Linked DNA regions of Bombyx mori: region 1 is linked to region 2. Evidence: chromatin contacts called from public Hi-C data. All regions are on one chromosome and are shown on one strand. The core of a region is the stretch at or near the end of the contact, and the rest is flanking DNA. Distances in the headings are between cores, read along the strand shown.

Region 1 (4,850 bases), core at 467-2,966, 160 kb before region 2:
ATGACATTCGCTGGGCCATGGAAAACAAACAACTAACTTTATTAGTGTTGTTAGATTTCAGCAGCGCCTTTAACTTTGTTGACTTCGATGTTCTGCTCGAAATACTCAAATCAAACAATATCTCCTCGTCTGCTATTAACTGGTTTGATAGTTACCTTCGGGGGCGCTCGCAATGTGTCCGTCTTGACGAGACTTTCTCGGATTGGCAGAACGTCAGTGCGGGCGTTCCCCAGGGTGGTGTTCTTTCTCCTCTTCTGTTTTCTGTGTTTATAAACTCTGTCACTAGGCTTATATCTTCTAAATTCCACCTCTACGCAGACGATCTCCAGCTATATCGCCACTTCTCAGAGCCTGACGTTGAATCGGCTATTGCTGCGATGAACAGTGATCTGAAGTCTATCACTGAATGGGCAAAAGCCTACGGTCTGCACATTAATCCGGGAAAATCACAGGCTATCATTATAGGGGGTAAACAATTGCGCAGTAGACTCAGCGATCCTATACTCCCCCCAATTTATTTGGATGGGACTCAAATAACTCTAACCGATTCAGTTAAAAACCTGGGTGTATGGATCGACATCTTTCGTGGAGTTCTCACGTTGCTGAGATTAGTAGGAAGGTGCACTTCGCCTTGCACTCGTTGAGATGTCTGCAGGGCTTCTTACCTCAGCATACAAAAATATCTCTCGTCCAAGCTCTCATTCTACCCATAATTGATTACGCCGATGCCTGCTACTTGGATGCCACTGAGGAGCTCTCAAACAAGCTTGAGAGGATGCAAAATCTATGTATCCGTTTTATATACAATCTCAGAAAATTCGATCATGTTTCACATTTTCGCAAAGAACTTAAATGGCTCCCTATACGCCTTCGTAGGAATACTCGAATATTATGTCTCCTATTCAATATCCTACATAAGCCCACTTCTCCCTTATATTTACGTGAGCGATTCTCTTTCATTCGTTCTCCTGATGCTCCCTGCAGGTCCAACCAACGTTCTGTTTTGTTATTCCCTTCTCACAAAACCAATTTCTATTCTCACTCCTTTACTGTGCACGCGGTCAGACTGTGGAATTCGTTGCCGGCTGACATCCGAGTTTGCAAGTCTGTTTCTGTTTTTAAATACAAGGTCAAACAATTTTATCTCTCATCAACCGAGTGATCATGGTTCTATACTCTTCGTATATACGAGTGTTACTGTGACTTATAATATTTTGTACTCAAGTTTAACAATATTTGGTATGTGTAAGTGCATTACTATAATTCTCATGTTGTATTTGTTGTTTTAGTTATGTATTATTTGTTCTACACACACTTATCACTTTTTATTATTATTCTCATTATCCTCTCGCAGGTTTGCTGGAAGAGATTTCTTAAAGAAATAAGCAGTGCCTTTGTACATAATTTTCCTATTACTCTGTACTATGTCTTTTTTTCTGTGTGTACATAAATAAATAAAATAAATAAATAAGTTATTCCTTCACCGTGGAAGTCAATCCAGAATATTAGTTGAGTATGTATTTCATTAGAAAAATTGGTACCCACCTGAGATTCGAACACCGATGCATCACTCAACACGAATGCACCGAACGTCTTATCCTTTAGGCCCCGACGACTTTTTTATCAAGGTATGTTGCTTAACACTCAGCTAAGCAGTTTCCCTGGCGAAAGTCGACGAAATGCGGTTTGAAGTGCTTGATCTTTTTTTTTGGACTGGGGGCCGAACTTTCTAGGAATACCCCGCCCCTAGGGGCGCATGGGGTATGGGAGTGAACCGCGGGCCTTCTTTTTGTTTTTTTTTAACGCTGTAGAATCCGTACGGTTACCCGGTTGAGGGGGCTTACTGACCGCTACGACTCCACGAAACCCACAATACCGCGCCGAAAGTCCGCCTTCGCCGGTACCGCGGGCCTAAAGGATAGAATTTAGGGCCATACCCACTACACAACTCCCCTGCACTCTCGCCCAATCGTCTGATACCCTTCCAGGTCAGAACCCGGGTGAGGTAAAGGGGTTATCGCGGTCAACACTACAGACAGCGCAGCTCCCCCGAGGACGTCCGGTCGACGGAGCCTTTGAGACGGAATGCTCTACAGCCGTCAGCCGTCTGGGTACGATAGCCCGTCAGGCCACCCACACAGTGCGACTGGAGTCCCGGAATACCCCGCTGGACTAGAACCAGGCTGTCGGGTCGGGATGCGATACATCGCCAACCGGTTGCTCTTTTTTCACGTTGATTGTGTAATTCTTCGGTAGCGCACTACAGTGCTTCAGCTGAAGCAACATCTATTTTTTTCTAATCCAAAAGTGTGACAGTTTTTTTTCGCAAAATAACTCCCGAGTGCTATTTAAACAGTTTGTACAGACAGTTGTTTGTTTGTTAAATAAATACATATACATAAATATATACATATAAAAATGTGTATATATAAATAAATATCAATTAGATGACTCTGCTAACTCTTAGCAGAGTCATCTAATTGATTCTAAGTACTCGAAACCTTGTCTTAAACTCTGGCCGACCTTATTTTAAGTGGGAGCGCATTCCATAGAAGAATAGATTGAATAGTGAAGGAAGAATGTAAAAAGTCCGAACTACCTGCGAACTAACAGCGAAGAAGAAGATTGTGAGATGAACGAAGATTTTGGCTGTAGTCAAACCCTAAGTATTCAGGTGGATTTGGGAAGTGCAACAAAGAGTAAAGAGTACTGAGAGCACGCAAGCTACGGCGTTGTCGAATGGGGAGCAATTTGAGTTGGGAGCGATGAGAAGATACATGATCGTATTTCCGAAGATTATAAATAAATCGAATGCAGTTATTGAGAAGCCGGTTAAGTTTATTGAGTAGATCTGCATTCAGGTCAAAGTAGCACACATCACCATAGTCGATCATGGGGAAGATCAAAGTTTAAACGAGCATTGTCTCTTGGTTTCGGGCGGAAGGATATTGTTCAGGCGGTAAAGCATACGGAGTGTAAGTGTAACTCACTGACACACGGAGATGACCTGGGCTCGCCAACTCAGGCTGGAGTCAATAAGTAGGCCTAGGTCCTTTACAACCGAACACCAGTTGATGGTTAAGCCAGCATATATTATTTGATAATAATATAAGACGACTGTGATATAAAAACTTTATTTAGTGTTTGAGCCATCATATATATTAACGGTAAGTCTCAATTGTTATTGGTTTTAATGTTTTTTGATAATTTAAAAATACATATTAAAATTGTTATGTTTGGGGTTAATGGGGTCACCTGAGCTACAAATAACAATGAAAGGGAGGTCAATTGGGACGACAATAAGTTGAATGGGAACGACTTAAGTATAAATACGTACAGGATTGTAGGGTTGTCTATGTAGTTATAACAATCTTTTTTAAACGTGTTGGTAAGAATCTCATTTATTCATGATGTTTTTGTCTAAAACTTTTATTTAATTATTAGTGCAATTATATTTATATTATCAGTTACGTATTGTTTTCTATTTTTAGATATGCCTCGCGTGTATGTATCAAAGAGTGCAAGCTTTATAAGAGATATGATCCCTTAATATTAAAAACAGCAATAGAAGACTATGAATTTGGGAATAAGTCTTTAGTTGAAATAGCTAAGCAATTTAATATAAGTAAGTCGGTTTTGCACAGATATATAACAATTAAATCTCAAAGTGGACAAAAATGTCTAAGTAAAGAAGAAGAAAAATACAGTTACACACATATTAAACAGTTAATAAACCACCATTATTACATATCTAAACCCGAAGAAACACTAAATAGACAAAATAAAACAAATCACACAACTTCACCCCTCGCGTTCCCGCCAAAAAGTCCTAAAACCAAACATCGTAGTCATAGACATAGATTATACACTTAAATATTCGAGTCATTGATACACATAATAAAATTAATAATTGAGATTTGAGACCATACCTTGATAGACATAAAAACATTGATTTCATTGATAGCGTACCTAACACACGGCAACAGACACACAATCACAATTAAGAAGAGGTACCAACCGTGTACCAACCTAGTTGAATCTGATTCACTCAATTTGAGTTCACCTATTCAAGAAAAGGCGCCCAAAATATTATTAGGGTGAGGATGAGTAAAACTTTGCTTAGTGTTCAATGATAATTTAGGAATGTGCCTATAGTTTAAAGTCTTTGTTAGATAAACCCAAATATTTTTTAATGTTTTTAATTAAAATTTGTTCCTTTTAGTTACTTTACCAAAATGTCAAAGCGTCCCGCTTCCGAAGCATTAATAGACGAAGTAAAAAAGGCCACGAAGGATGGCAAGAAACATTCCTTGGATTCCGACGAAGAAGATAGTGGTGCTGAAGAAGAGAAGAATAATGTTATGAACTCCAATGATATTGAAGGTGAAGAGGAAGGAACTGGTGGAATGGAAGGTGAAGTGAGTAGAATAAGTCAAAAACCTAATCAGAATACTCAAATTGTTGTGAGAATTAAAAAATGTTTCTTTTTCCAAACAATACTTAAAATGCTTTTGAGGATAATTCAGCTAATTTAATATTAACAACTTAATTAATACTTATAACTATCAAATAAAATATTAATTTCATTAATTAGTACTATTTTATAGATTACAATAACACCTTTTAACATGAAAGAAGAACTTGAAGAAGGGCATTTTGATACACAAGGACATTACCATTGGAAAAAAGAAAAAGAAATTCGTGATGGATGGCTTGATAACATTGACTGGGTTAAAGTAAAAGGTAGACCAGAGGATAAATATAAAATTCATCATAGCGATGAAAAAGGACTTGGTGATGAATCTAGTAGTGAAGATGAACAAGAACAACAATTTGATTTGATACATAAC
Region 2 (4,204 bases), core at 521-3,020:
AACTTTTTGAGGCGTAGAATCAAGATTTACTATATTGTCCGTTTGATCTGCTAAGAAATCGTTAAGGATCAGGACAGTAAATATATAAGCAGACCTATCCAGATTGTGCAGTACTATTGATAATTTATTGTTTCATTACTCTTAATTTAGACCTGTTTGAGGTGCTATTTTGAATTAGTGCTCACTAGTTGTTTCTCTGAACAACTCAAAAGCGTTGTGTGTAAACTGTTTATCAAAGAATTTTCGGAGACCCAACTAAATTTAACAGCAACTCTTCAGGCATCAAGCATGCAAAACTGGCTAGTCGCTAAGCATTGTATCGCTAGGCGTCGGGCATGAATGGCCCTATATTCTATGGGAGTTATTTAGAATAGCTTTAATATTTTTTATTCTACACATTTTATTTAAATAAGTTTGATTTTAAATATTCTAGACATTTTATACGTTCGTATAACGTTTGGTTGGTCCAACATAGCATAGGTACCTGGTTTAATGAAATCTTTGTGATAGATGTTTTGACCCAACTATAGTAGAATTGAGGCCTATAAAATCAAAGGCAGCTAAACGCTTTAACGTCGTAAAATGGATTAACAATGACGCTATCTTGTTTAGTTAGTTGAACACGCTTTAAGTGTTCGATTAGTGATTTTTTCTTTCATTTTTATCACTAACCCACAAAATGACAAAACTAAATACATTATCGATAACGCTTATCGACAACAATAATGCGCATCACTATGCCCGTCCATAAGGCTCGTGAGTGGAAGAGAGAGCGAAATACTCGCTTCACCGCTCCGATTTTTTATGACCCAAACTGCACAGACAAAATAATTCTAATATAGTAAAATTAGCAGCATACCGAATGTATGCTGAAATCACAGACAAGTAGCGTTGCGACGCTAAAGCACCCATGAGATTGACATCATCAATCACGGGACGTTGGTATATGAAACATGGTGGATTAATTTGGGATTACCAGCTCGGTGATAATAGCTTCACTGCGTAAAGCATGACCAGTGCTGAAATAGAGGCTTCTAGGTGGGAGTGACATACGCACTACTTAGATTTTGTTTGTTTTACTCATTCTTTATACTCTACAGTAAAAACTCTTTATTCGTGGGGTATATGTTCTGTAAATATGCCGCGAATACAGAAACCTGGAATATGGAACATTACGCGTTTATAAAGGATATTCGGTTGGATATCTTTTTATTAACGTGCATGTATCGATGTATTGATTAATCCGCGAATAAAGAAATCTTTAGCCACGAATATGGGAATTGGGTCGCATTTTTTAAATATGCGAATAGTGAAAACGCGAATGAAGGAAGCGTCAATAAAGAGCTTTTACTGTATATATATAATGTAACACAATCGTTTTGATAGGTCTTTTCTGTTTGTATTAACGTAGTTAATTTTAATTTTTATATATTTTCCTGATCTGGTTTTTACACACTTGTTGCAGTAGACGATTATAATTATAAAATTATAAATATACCTTACGATAAACTACAAAACGATTCAAGTAAACGTATCTAGTTAATCGACAGTAGACGCAGCGAAATTATAGTGAGAAGTATGTACACACATGCATTAACTTCCTATACGGATTAGTATTGAGTATTTTTCTTTTTTTTTTCTAAAAACGTCTTATGAGTTTGCGCGGGTTGCGTTATTGTTTTTGCCACTTGTTGGGCGCCAGTAAGCTTCAGTGAGCGCGGGGTGAGCCGCGTGACCGGCCGAAGTGTCGGTAACTGTACACGCGTTCTTAACTTATTTTGCGAACTTTACACGTATATCATAAGATCCTTACACAAAGAACATGTAAATAAATAAGATAGTTTTGTTTTTATGCGTATGTAAATATTTGTGTTCGAAGGATGTCTCGTAGAAAACAGGCAAAACCGAGATCACTGAAACGTAAGTTGTTAAGATTAATAAAAAAATAGTTAAATTTGAAAAATGCCTTTTTTGGAATATAAATAAACATACAGTTGGAAACTAATGTTTACCTACAAGACGTCCTCGTATCTGTATATTGGCTTTTAAAAAAATTAAGAAATCTAAAGACTGGCTTTAAAAATAAAAGAAAAAGAATAAATGAAGTTATACTTATAACGTTAAGAGCTGTTTGATCACAATACAAGCCCATTCATTGTATTATTTTCCCAAATTATATTCCTATTATGCAATTAACCATTAGTTAACTTTCGGTAGGCAGTGACTTGGTTGTGCCCCTGGGAATGCGGATGTTCACAAACGACAGTGCCGCTTGTTGTCGGGTGAGCCGTATGCTAGCCTGCCTACAACGGAAATAAAATAAAATTCAACTAAAATCAACTACCGTAAAAAAATCACAGATTTCACCTAAAATCGATATACAACCTTTATTATGTAAATGTAATTTAAATAGAAATAGAAAGGGGGTCACTAAAGAAGAATAAACATAAATGGGCTATTGTTTAAAATTATTTTCTGGTAAAAATATTTGTTTTTCTTTCTCCGGATATACTGAACAGATATTAATGTGATTTTCGCAGATAGACAGAGATTAGTTTGGAGCAGAATATTGGGAATCGTTTCAATATAATTGATTGTAGCAAATAAAAAGAGTTTACGTCCTATAAAGATTTTTGGTATTAATTTTTAAGCTTTTAAAAAATAAAGACGACTGTGAAGTCGTCGTGGCCTAAAGGATAAGACGTCCGGTGCATTCGTGTTGAGCGATGCACCGGTGTTCGAATCCCAGGAAAGATTTTTGGTATTAATTTTGAAGCTTTTAAAAAATAAAGACGACTGTGAAGTCGTCGTGGCCTAAAGGATAAGACGTCCGGTGCATTCGTGTTGAGCGATGCACCGGTGTTCGAATCCCAGGCGGCTACCAATTTTTGTAATCAATTACGTACTCAACAAATGTTCACGATTGACTTCCACGGTGAAGGAATAACATCGTGTAATAAAAATGAAACCCGCAAAATTATAATTTGCGTAATTACTGGTGGTAGGATCTCTTGTGAGTCCGTACGGGTAGGTACCACCGCCCTGCCTATTTCTGCCGTGAAGCAGTAATGCTTGTAGACGAGATGTAGACGAGATTTTTTATAACGAATATCGTCTCCTCCACCCGATATAAAGTGTTATTCCACACAAGTAGTTAGCAGTTATTCAGTTAGCGAAGGACTGCTCTTGCTAGGGCCAGTGTTAGCAACACTTCCGGTTTGAGCCCCGTGAGCTCACCTACACGTCAAAGCGAAGCTGAAATATCCTCTCAAGGCTATCAGCATAGTTAGAAAAAAAGAAGCCTTAATTAACTTCCATGTTGCTTTTATATACGAAACCGTAATCCTGAAATTATAAGTGAAATGGAACTGATTACGAAATTGAAATTGATTATAGAATGAAACTGAATAAAATGACAAATACGGAATGAAAAAAAAAACAATATTAAATTACGTTACTAATTGTTGGGTGAGATAAAATAAAATAATATCTATATAAAATTTGTGAGAACTTATAAAAAAAAAAGTTCAGTACCTTTTTTCTCTGTTTGTCAAACTTTTTCCTTCTTTTTTCATTTAATGGCCAATAAAAAAAAAACCTATAATCAATTCATTCAATTCATTGGTCGTAGTATCGATTGAGGAGTTTTGGTGTTTCAAATTTTTGGCAACAGTTTTTTCCACTTTGAAGAATTCTTTAAACGCTTTGAAAAATTCTTTAAGCAAACCTGACTGAACGCTTCATAACTTTGATCCCACTATTTGCCCCGCGTCGTGAAAATAATTGCCCAGATTATTGCGTGAATGGATTGCTTGCACTGTAAATGAACACGGTCGGAGTGAATAAACGGTTGGATGTGAGTGTTGGGGCGACATATGGGTGATGAGCGAGCTTCGCCAGCTGCGGTCACGGCGCCCTAATATCTGCATTTTATCAGTGACTGTCCGTGGTCGCGTCTAAAGCGCTTTGGACTGTCGCATACTGCCCATAATTCACCTATTCCACAACCTCATTTGTTGTGAATAAGCAACGTGAATTACTTAACAAGTAAAATAATTGAAGGGCCTAACAGCTATTTATTGCTAACACGCTTTTATTATTATAGCTTAGTGTGTATCCATGTAACGGATAACGGAATCTTTGAACGTCGATTTCACTAATTACAAGATTTTCTATTACATATTTTGAAAATTTACACGTATTA

What was found. A called contact is a pair of places that touch in the nucleus more often than the background predicts.
Region 1: a Hi-C map of middle silk gland shows a contact between it and region 2, with 1.9 times the contacts expected there. The contact joins the promoter of LOC101739365 here to the promoter of LOC101739648 in region 2. A contact is called at or near these places in 2 of 7 Hi-C or Micro-C datasets (middle silk gland and posterior silk gland).

What each region holds. Positions count from the first base shown.
Region 1 is chr5:10,749,593-10,754,442 of ASM3026992v2, reverse strand. It overlaps LOC101739365 (CD2 antigen cytoplasmic tail-binding protein 2 homolog), which reads left to right and starts at 1,716. Exons shown (of 5, transcript XM_062668703.1): 1 at 1,716-3,167; 2 at 3,492-3,625; 3 at 4,223-4,413; 4 at 4,608-4,850. The coding sequence starts at 4,372.
Region 2 is chr5:10,594,201-10,598,404 of ASM3026992v2, reverse strand. LOC101739648 (zinc finger protein 521) reads left to right here and starts at 1,770. Exons shown (of 11, transcript XM_021350602.3): 1 at 1,770-1,920. The coding sequence starts at 1,881.